Regions from separate parts of the Mus musculus genome. Here region 2 is linked to region 1. The links are chromatin contacts, called in public HiChIP or PLAC-seq maps. All regions are on one chromosome and are shown on one strand. The core of a region is the stretch at or near the end of the contact, and the rest is flanking DNA. Distances in the headings are between cores, read along the strand shown. Region 1 has its middle 9.8 kb from the start of Gm51895. Region 2 overlaps Galnt10 (polypeptide N-acetylgalactosaminyltransferase 10).

Evidence for each region. HiChIP or PLAC-seq counts read pairs in DNA pulled down with a chosen protein or histone mark.
Region 2: a contact with region 1 is called in an H3K4me3 HiChIP or PLAC-seq map of embryonic basal ganglia, with 4 times the contacts expected there. The contact joins two enhancer-like sites. A contact is called at or near these places in 1 of 39 promoter capture datasets (neural stem cells), 6 of 15 datasets of contacts at CTCF or cohesin (CD8 T cells, the NIH/3T3 cell line, embryonic stem cells and 2 more), 35 of 484 Hi-C or Micro-C datasets (the 4T1 cell line, the AML12 cell line, B cells and 16 more) and 10 of 115 datasets of contacts at active chromatin or transcription factors (CD8 T cells, SST interneurons, craniofacial prominence and 6 more).

The regions. Positions count from the first base shown.
Region 1 is chr11:57,545,920-57,551,178 of GRCm38.p6, forward strand. No RefSeq gene overlaps it. Among named protein-coding and RNA genes, the nearest start is that of Gm51895, 9.8 kb to the right of the region's middle. Within about 2 kb of position 3,157, at least 34 of the 459 cell types and tissues checked have an H3K27ac peak or open chromatin away from gene starts, as enhancers often do. A contact at or near this core is called in SST interneurons and embryonic basal ganglia, where this site is marked.
Region 2 is chr11:57,750,492-57,755,750 of GRCm38.p6, forward strand. All of the region lies in intron 4 of Galnt10 (polypeptide N-acetylgalactosaminyltransferase 10), which reads left to right. Among named protein-coding and RNA genes, the nearest start is that of Gm24582, 12 kb to the left of the region's middle. Within about 2 kb of position 3,245, at least 7 of the 459 cell types and tissues checked have an H3K27ac peak or open chromatin away from gene starts, as enhancers often do. A contact at or near this core is called in SST interneurons and embryonic basal ganglia, where this site is marked.

The sequences.
Region 1 (5,259 bases), core at 1,907-4,406:
TTCAATTCCTAGCAACCACATGGTGGCTCATGACCATCTATAATGGGATCTGATGCCCTCTTCTGGTGTGTCTGAAGATAACTACAGTGTACTTGTATGCATAAAATAAATCAAAAGAGAGAGAGAGAGAGAGAGAGAGAGAGAGAGAGAGAGAGAGAGAGAGAGAGAGAGAGAAGTGAAAGAGATGGAGGGAGGAAGGAAGGGAAGGAGAGAAGGAGGGAGGGAGGGAGAGAGGGAGGGAGGGAGGGAGGGAGGGAGGGAGGGAGGGAGGGAGGGAGGGAGAGAGGGAAAGTGACCAGTCCTTGGAGTATGGCCTACCCTCATCCAGTATGACCTCATCTTAACCAGTCACACCAGCAAACCTCCCATTTCTAAATGTCATTTGCTGAGTCTCCAGGTAGTCATGAGTTGGAGGACACTATTCAACTCGATACAGATCCTATTTCAATACAGATGCTTCTACTATGGATACAAACCGTCACAGCAGTATGTTCACAACCCTGGAGAGACCTGCAGCCTGGTACAGAGGGGTGCCACTCACGGTCAGAAAGGGAGGAGGACGTATGAACATTCAGATGTTTTCCATGGAATCAGCATCTGGCCCCTGCATTTCTGTATGGGAGCCCTGGGGGTGATGCAGGCGGTAAGCAGGCCTGTGTGCAGTCACACAGTGCCAGGGTACCACAGCAGAGAGGAATATCCCGGGATGCTGTGCAAAGCCCGAGGATCTGTACATCGTGCCGTGCTTATGATTGCTTTAACCAATTACTGACTGCTACTGTGCTCCTTCTGGGGGACCATCAAAGTTCAAGTGTGAATACAGAGCACCCCTCCTCCAACTGGCACAGGGCTACAGGCTCTTCAGGTGGTGAGGGGAATCTCTGCTGTCGGCGTCCTTGCCTCTGGAGTCACCTCTGTTCTCCCGTCTCTCTGGCTGTGCCTGGGGGGATGAAAACTCGTTCTCTAGAATTCAGACTCCTTTGTCAGTAAATTAGAGACAGCAACAGAGCTTTCCAGAGCTCTGCGGAGAGGAAGAAGTGCTTGGAGGAGCATAATTCATGTGCAGCATTAAAGGCAGCGAGGAGAGTATAAAAATACACTTAATAAACATTTGTTCTTATTAAAATATCTACTCATTCCCCAGTATTGTAGAGACTCCTCCCAACAATGAGTAGAGCTTTCAGGTTCTTTCCTATTAGACAAAACTTTCCAATAACCTGTTTGTCTCCAGTTTCCCTCCTCCCACTCTGCCCCTTGCATCATCCCTGTGCTGAGATTTCTGCCACTGTGGTCCCCTGTGCTTCCATGCCACTGAACCCTGAGATCCTCCTCCATCTTGTTGATCAGCTTCTGACCGTTCTTCTGCCTTGCTATAGTTTTTCTCTTTGGTCCCTGAGGTAACTACTTCCTTCCTGTAGTGGCACTCCCCAGTAGCTGCCTCAGAAATATGGGGACTTTGTTTGTCTGTTTTCTTCCCTCCTAACTGACCTCATCTGGCTTTGAGTCATTTAACACCGACTGGCACCTAGGGCTTCCACATCCAGCCTGGTCACCTCCACTGAGTGAAGCCCAGGCAGCACCTCCAGTTGGGCCTCAAAAAAGACGTCTTAGTTGGGGCAAGGAGGCAGAGGCAGGGGCAGGCAGATCTGTGTGAGTTCAAGCTAGCCTGGTCTACAAAGTGAGTTCCAAAACAGCTGAGCTACACAGCTTATCTCAAAAAGCAAAAGCAAACCAACAAATATCTCAAGCATAATGTGTTTAAAATCAAACTCCTGGCCCTTCCAACCTCCCCTCTTCTGGAATGGGAAAAGCAACCTTGGAGTAAAGACAACCATTCCGAACTCTGCTTCCCGTGTACAGCCAACCCAGCCTCAGATCTGCTGCAAGCGTCTGTTTCAGCCTCAAGTTAGAGCCAGAACCCACAGCCTTTGTCTCCTCACTGCTGCCACCGAGCCACCTTTGTCCTGTCTGACAGCCATGCCTTCTGGCTCAGCTCCCTGCTTCTTCTCATGACCCCATGACCTCTCCACCTAGAAACCAACATGACATAACTGCCTATGCATTCGAACCCCTTGGTAAGCTGTAGAAACTGCAGAGTCCAGACCACATCTCAGACCAATCAAAAGCTGGCATGGGTGTGTCTGCCTCTGAAAGTCAAATCGAATCATTCTCCTGCCTAGAAACTTTAGCTGGTTTCTTGTCTTTGAATAAAAGCCAAAGTCCTGGTACACCCCCACCCCCCTTTAGCTAGCAGTTCCCACACTTCAGCTCTGCCCCACTGGTGCATGCCTGACTCTCTCAGTCTGCACAGGACTTGATCATTTGTGTTCTATCCAGCCTCCTGGGGTCACTAATTTTCCAGGTCTGGGCACCATGGCAAGGGCCTACTTTCCTGGCACAGCCTGCCTACCACCTCTCAGAATGCATCTTCTTTTACTCTCCATGGGCTTGGTTAATGCCAGATACACTAACATTCTTCATCCTAATCAAGCTAGACACTCACATTTTCTTTTTGCTGTTCCTTCTGCCTCAAGATCCCCACCTGCCACCTCTAAAGCCACCATATCATATGAGGCTTCTCCAATAGCTTATGTAAAATCACCGCCCTCCAGCCTGTCCAGAGGCTTGGTGGTAAGAGTGCTTGCTGTTGCAAGCATAGGACCTACGTTAGGATCCTTAGCATCTACTTAGAAAACTAGGCTTGGTCTGGCTCAAACACAAAATCCCAGTGCTGAAGGAAGTGTAGACAGGCTTGCTCAGGCTTGATGGCTTGGGTTAGCTTCAGCTCCAGGTTCAGGGAAAGACTGTGCCTCAGGGGAATAGGGCAGAGAGTGACAGAATACACGGACAGGCAATCAGGCACAAACGCACGAATGCACGGCACACGAGTGAACACACACACACACATTGCTCCCCTCCTTCCCTCTGTATCCCTCACTTCCACTTTACCTTTTCCATAGATCCCATCATCCATCATGTGTTGACACATATGTGTATTTGGTTTTTCAGCCCCACCCGTTCTAAAGCATAAACTTAATGAACACAAGGACATCTGTTCTCACTGCTGTTTCCACAGCATGTCAAACCACATCTGGTCCACAGCAAATCTCAACAGCTATAAATGGACTAATGGAAACCCAGATCAGACTTACTGTAGTTCCAGGGGCAGCCAGCAGAGGCCGCTGTGGTGCCACTGATAGGACCAGGGGCACATGCTCTTAATAATCAGCCAGCTGCTCCCGTTCCTGGGTGGGAAACAGCCACCAATCAGGCCCAGCTGGGGTATGGATGCATGTTTATTATTATCTCCAAGATCTGGTTGGGGGCAGCTCCGGGAGATCAGCTGCAAGCCATATTCGGTAAGCTTTCTGCAAGGAAGGCATCAGGGTGAGGACAGTTTAACAAAGCCACAACGCATGGACAGACAACAGCTCCCGGGGAGAAAAGGGGAGGGGGAAAGAGTGAATTCGGCCAGACTCAGGAGGCCCAGTCCGGGGTTGCAATTAGAGTGAACATGTGGAGTTGACATCCAGAAACTAGATTCCCAAGAATTACGGAGAGCACAGGCAGGCACGAAGCCTGGCTCAAAGGTGCCCCCGGATGTCCTCGGCTCTTTCCCTGTGCTTTAGCCCTCACACGCACAAGCACTTTCAGACATACGCGGCTCCAGTTCTCCTTAGAAGCTCACCTACGATTGTTCTTTATGACAACATATTATACAAAAATTCTGGGCTTAAGAATTTTAAAACAAGCAGACAAACTTTCGACCCACTTTTGGATGTGTGACTCAAGATTTTACTTGAAAAATGTGGTTGGCACACCTGTGTCTCTTCATTTGGGATACTTGATAACGTTCTGTGAGCCACCCAAGTGTCCAGATAACAGGAGGTGACTTATTAGCTCTCACTTTGCACTTGAAAGCCAGAAGAGATCTTATCAGAGCCATTTTCTTGGCTTTGGAATTCAGGGGAGCCACCGGTTCATTTGCATACAATTTGCATGCCTCTTAAGCATATTAGCTAAACATTCCGGAAACCCTCACCATGGGCTCAGAAACCCACTACAAACTTAATTTCATTTAATCCACCTGAAAATCAATGAGGGGAGGCCTGTTCTACTCTCCCACTATCTCAAATGATACTCACTAGTTTTGAGTAACCTGCTGCCCAAGCCAGGCTAAGCGAGGAGTCTGAGGCCCCCTAAGAGGATGGGAGAATCCTCTGCAGAACAGGCCATAGAGGGAGCCAGAAGGGCAGTGAAAAGCCACCTGGCTTTACAACACGTTTGTCCTCTGCCAGCTGCTGATTTTCCTGCCACAAAATGATTTCAGTGTTTCCCTTGAAAGTTTGGGAGGACTGAAGCACTTAAGCCTGGTGGGACTCATTAAACAGGAGTTTGCCCTGGGCTGGAGAGATGGCTCAGAGGTTAAGAGCACTTGCTGCTCTTGCTGAGGACAGTGATTGGTTCCCAGGACCTACATTGGGCTTATTATAGCCACCCACACCCATTCCAGGGGATCTCATGCCCTCTTCTGGCCTCTGTGGACATTGCACACATGGTACACATAAGCGTACGTATAAAATAGTAAGACAAAGAGCCCTGTAGTTTATCCTGAGACCTTGTTAAAAGGTAAGAGTCCCAAAGCTCTGAGAGGCAAGCACTTTGGCCTCACCTCTCAATGTGTCCCCTCAGGCTTTACAGCCATACCACAGACCATTCTCTAAATAAAAACATCCTCGTGCTATGATTGGTCTGAGGCCTTGGATTTCCCCAGCTTGCTCGTGGTGAAGTTGGAGCCATGCTCCCCACAGCTGTGGGATCCTGAGACAGTCATTGTTTAGCCACTGTCCCCTCCTACTAGCTCACCTTTTCTACTCCCACTCTGAGATTTGAACGGAGAAATAAGGCTAGGAAAGGCTAAAAGCTGCCCTAGTCATCAAGAGAATTAAAGTGGAGAGAAGGGTGAATGAGAAAGGGGGGGGGGGGAGACTGGGGCTGCCCACTCTCCAATCAAGAGCCTCTTAGCGCTAAGCTACCCACTTGGGCACAGCAGTAGTACACAGTACAGTGACAGTGTAGATGGCTTTTGGTATGCCAGCTGCAAAATGCCTTAGTGAGCATTTAATTTCAGGAAAGCTTCATGCTTAGAAGATTGTATCAAGGGATGTCATGAGTTGTACATCAGGAGGCTCCTATTGGCCACACCAGCCTCAGCACCCTATGTCCTGACCTCCACCGCGCCCCACCCCAGCTCTGCCT
Region 2 (5,259 bases), core at 1,995-4,494, 200 kb after region 1:
TTCCCCAGAGGACAGCTGGGTCAACCACAAGAATGAGGTCTCAGTGACTGGGCAGTGATAAGCCCAGGTGCATTAACACTGTGGAATCTTGGGTCACTCCTGTGTACCTGAGCTCACACCCCTGGCCTCTCCTGATGCTAAGATAACTGCGTCCCTAGGTGGGAGGAAGAAGACTACAGGACTAACTACTTTTTACTGCAGTGCACACAGGGCTACAACCCTCCTTACAGACCCTCCTTTGGATCTGAACTTGTGGTGGCCCAGCTACACAATGCCTCTTCCGATCTTAGGGACAGCCTCTGCCTGAGATGGGAGCACTGGCCTTTAGGGGGTGGGAGGTGTGCATGCATGTGCGAATTCAGGTTTGAGTGTAGAACAAACCAGGATCCCCAGGCGTCAAGCAGCTTACACTCAGCTGGAGACCCGGACCATCCCGCCTGTTGCTGCTCTCTGAGTTCAGAACACACAGAACTCCAGCCCCTCATCACCTCACACACAGCTCCTCCTAAAGCTACAGTGTTCCCCGTGGGCAGCACCGATGTGTTTTCTGGCCTTTGACAAATTAAAACAAACCTAGCATTGAAAAGTGCAAATTGCTCACAGCTGGGGCAGAGAGACAATTACTGGGGTAGGTAAATAGGGTAGCGTGTATCAAAAGGAAAACACTATCCTCGCTGATTACTGGGTGCCTCTCAGAAGGAGCCATCGAATTATAGGAGTCAAGCTTCATCCGGGTTTCTCCCAATCCTGGAGCATTACGTAGAATCAGTCACATGGTGCCAGGGCTGGAGAGAGCCTTCAAGTCTGTGAAGTCCAACCATGGAGCCAACATCTGGGGTAGGGTTAGGCAGTTCTGCCTCCAATTGGTTTGACAATGGCGGAAGCTCTTATGTGAACTTCTTTGTCCTGGTCTGAGCTGTAGTCCCCTGCAGTGGTTCTTCTGGCTCCTGACAGTGTGATACCCGGACCGAGCCTGAGCCAGAGAGCACAGTGGTTGACACTGAACAAATTCTCTACCTCTCCCTATGTTGGTCTCCTTGTCCGACAACCCGGGGCTGTCCCTAATCTTAGAAACAAGAATGGCAGAGAGGGAAAGATCTAGATCTCTAAGTACTGATCGCAAAAGAAAACTGTGACATACTGCCATTAATAAATAGGAAAACAGGTTTCGGAAGGAATGTGCACGCGTCAGCATTAATTCGGAATTAAAACACTGGCCTAGGAGGAGGCTCATGAGACTCAAAAGGCTAAGGAAACTTACAAGGCTCAGGAACTTGCACAAGGCTCCTCCCAACGTTACAAAAGCAGTAGCAATTGCTAGGGAGGAGACTCCGGTGGAAATGCCTGCCAGCTATGCGGAGACTTCCAGGCATGTGCCTTTCCTGATGTGTCACTCATGCTGGAGTCTGTTTGGGGGTCACTCACGCCCCTGTAAGTTACCCCAGTGACTAACTGGTTCTCGGAAATAGACTCGGAGAATCATTTTGTTGGTTCGTTGTTAGTGCCCCATCAAGGGTAAAGAGACATTTATTCATGGTGTGGGATTTCATTAAAAAAAATTGGGGAAACCAGTCAAAAACTAATCTTGTATTTAGCCATCTCTGGCAGGGGAGGAATAGTGTGACTAGTGTGGCTTGTTGTGTGACACATGTGCATACTACACTCTCAACAACACAAGTCAGTGACTGGCTAAGTCCCACTGTACCTTCCTTATGGAATGACCTGTGCTGTGTCACTCAAGGTCACACCTGACACATAGTGGTCTCACAAAGCAGACTTGGATATGGTGGGCCGAGAGCACACATGGTTCCTCTGATAGTACTGAGGTTTAAGTGGGAACTCCGTGAGCAGTCAGTCCCTTGATGCTAACCCCTCTGGGAAGGCATCTTTTGCTTCAGGATACTAGCTCCCTGAGCTTGGGCACTCCCCGGCATGCTTTCTGTCTTCCCTCTGGTGGCAGGTGAGTCGTCAAGATGCCGGGCATATACAGGACCTAAAACTGTAAAAGCAGACGGCAACAGACAAAGGATCAAATCAGCACTGTGCACCAGCCCTCTCTTAGCGCCTTCCGTATGCTAGGTGCCCACCGTGAGGGAAATAAACCACCCTGTGCCCAGCCCCCAAGAAACCTGTGCTGGGCAGGAGCCCACACAGCCCTCAGGGACTGTGAGCGAGCATCATCTGGGGATGCTGCTTTGGGGAGCACTTCAGGCATGAATATGATTGCCTAGGACAGAGACATGGAGCAGGATGCATGGAGCTGAGGGGTGTGCAAGAGTGAAGGAGGAAGGTGAGAAAATGTGGAGCAGAATTGGCACCGTGGAATGTGAGATTTGGGGAGATGAGGCTGGAAGGATGGATGAGAATGGTGAGTGCCTGACATTGCTGAGAGGCCTGGATTCACATGAACTGTGATAGCAGAATGAGGGCCTGGCGGACTACTGTCTGTCTGATTAATTTCCAGGAGGAAACTTCTAGAAGAAGCCAAAAATCTCAAAGTCCCTGACCTAGTGCTACCCAATGTGGAAGTAACCTGAGAATCCAGATACTGTGTTGGCTTGGAGTGGGGTGTGGGTGTGCATGTATGTGTGTTCATGTGTGCACACACTTGCATGAGCGTTCATATGTGCATTATGTGTGTGTGCATTTGCATGTGTGTTTATATGTGTGCATCTATGTGCGTGTTCATGTGTGTACATACGAGCATTCATCTGTGGATATGTGTGTGCACGCCTTCATGTGTGTATGTATGTGTGTATGTGTGTGTGTTTATGTGTGCACATATGTGTGAGCGTGTGTGTGTGTGTGTGTGTGTAGGTGCACACATGCCGCAACACACATGTGAAGCTCAGAGGACAACCTACAGAGGTCATTTCTTCCACCGTGTGGGTACAAGAGGTGGAACTCAGGTTGTCAGGCGTGGCAGCAAGCACCTTAAATTAACTCCCTCCGCCATTGCACCCGCCCGTTTCTTTCTTGGGAAATTGATGGACGGTTAGAGAGGCGCCTAGAAAGCTCTGACACGTGCTCGGCTTTTTCTTTCTATGAACTGTGTAGGAACCCCCCCCCCCCAGGAGGCCCTTTTGCCCTTTAACAGATGCGAAGCTGACAGGCCAACACATTGCAGGAATGGAAATTTTCTTTCCCTTTCTTGATAACACCGTGAGTGATAGGCACGGAAATCCGCATCCTTCATGAAGCACGTGTTACTCCTAGACATCTGTCAAGTGGCATGATTTAAAAACAGCCACCAAGAGCCTGGCATTAGAACTGCCCAAGAGCCTGATTCCCTGGATGGGCTGCAGCTGGCGAAGGCCTCAGCTGATTGGTGGGGAGTCGCTTTCAGAAAACAGGGCATAATTAACTCCATCAAGGTGGCTTTCTGAGTATTTTTATTCGATGTCTGACTATTAAACAGATTTATGCCCCTGCCCACCTGCTGAAAAGAGACGAAGGCATTTAGCTGAAATTAAAAATGCAGACAGGGCTGTCTGTCTAGGTAATAGCAACACTCTCAAAGGGTGACTCATCTTGCGTGGAGTGGGGACAAGCAGTTCATTTATGTGATGAAGTGCTTCCCAGCCCCGGGAGCTGGGTGCCACCGCTCGAGGAGGGAGCATAATCCATTCTCAAAACCACCAAAAGCTTGTTGGGGTCAGAGCCCCATGCACGTGAGGAGTGGGGGTCATCTGTAATGTGATATCAAAGAATATGTTTGGGGAAGGTATACACCTGTCCAGCCCATGAGATCTCAGGCTGTTATAAAGTTCACATGTTAACTTAACCTAAACCATGGACCAGCAGGTCGCTCACTGAAGGAGAGATGGTGAGAGAGTTGAATTCCGGAGGCACCATTGTTTTAATTGCTCCTGTTGGACTGTGAACCATATACCTGTCAAAGCAGCTTAAAGGAAAGGGTGCTCATTTTAGCTTGTGGTTTGAGGGTACAATCTATCCTGATAGGGAAGTCCTGGAGGCAGGAGCCAGAGACGGCTGCTCATACCATGTCCACTGTCAAGAAGCAGGCGGTAGTGCCTGCTGGTACTCAGCTCGCTGGGTTCTTTTTATTCAGTCGGGGACCCCAGGCCTCGGCTGGTGCCACACACATTTAGGATGGGTCCCTTCACCTCAGTTAACCTAGTCTAGAAACATCCTCACTGATGGTCCAGAGTTTGTCTCCGGGACAATTGTGGATCCTATCAAGATCCCAGTCAGTTTCAGTCACCACAATCCCTCATACACTCCGCCAGTCCCAGGCCCTCCTGAGTCTATTTCCATAGGTGCCGGCTATGGCGAGCTTTCTTGTGGGGTCTTCCAGGAACCCTAGAATGAGCTGGGGCTCAGTGGGTTCACCTCACAGCCAACTGTCCAATGTCCTTTGGCTTCTATTCAAGACCTCACTCTGTGTTCACCCCTAGAATCTAGGACTAATTGGTGAACCCAGTGGCTCTCAGTTCCTAAAAGATCACATGCGATCAGAAGTATTGTGGAGGACTGAGGCTGCACCAGGCCCTTGATGGAAGAGGCCACAGACAGGCTTGCTGTTACTGACTCCAGGGTGATTCCAGCAACCTCCAGATATCCTGGTCCCACCAGAGCTGTCTGCTACCTGGCCATCCCTCTTCTTTCTCCCTCCCTGCCCCGAGAATTTCCCTCCAGAAGCAACCAGTAGGATTCCACCCCAACTTCTCTTCCTGTTTTCTTGCCCCGTTGCCACCTGCCATCCAAAGCCCCTTCCATTCCCATACAAGGTACTCACAGGGGAGACTCAGTGGATAGAGCATCTTCCACCCCAGTGTCTTCTTCCTTGTCTCGCCCAGCGATCCATGCATCTCAGGGGTGTGCTGTGTGCCTTCACCTGACGACACCAGAGGTTGCTTATGGTGCTTTGTTCTGTTTTAATGCGGGGGCAGAGGGCATGCTCAGTCGGTGAAGTGTTTGCCATGCAAGCATGAGAACCTGAGTTCCATCCACAGAACCCACGTAAGAAACCAGACACGGTGGCACACACTTGTGAACCCAGCACTGGGGAAGCAGAGAGAGGCAAGATCACTGGAGTTCATAAGCCAATGAGAGACCCTGTCAGGAAGCAAGGAAGATAACTCCTGAGGAACAGTGTGCACTGCACATACACAGACAGACAGACAGACAGACATGCCACACAGCATTCACTGATGAAAAGATACATAAAGCTATGGCAGTTACAGGACAGTGGTTCCTGTACCCTTGGAAACTAGGCTCTTGGAGCCCAGAGGATAC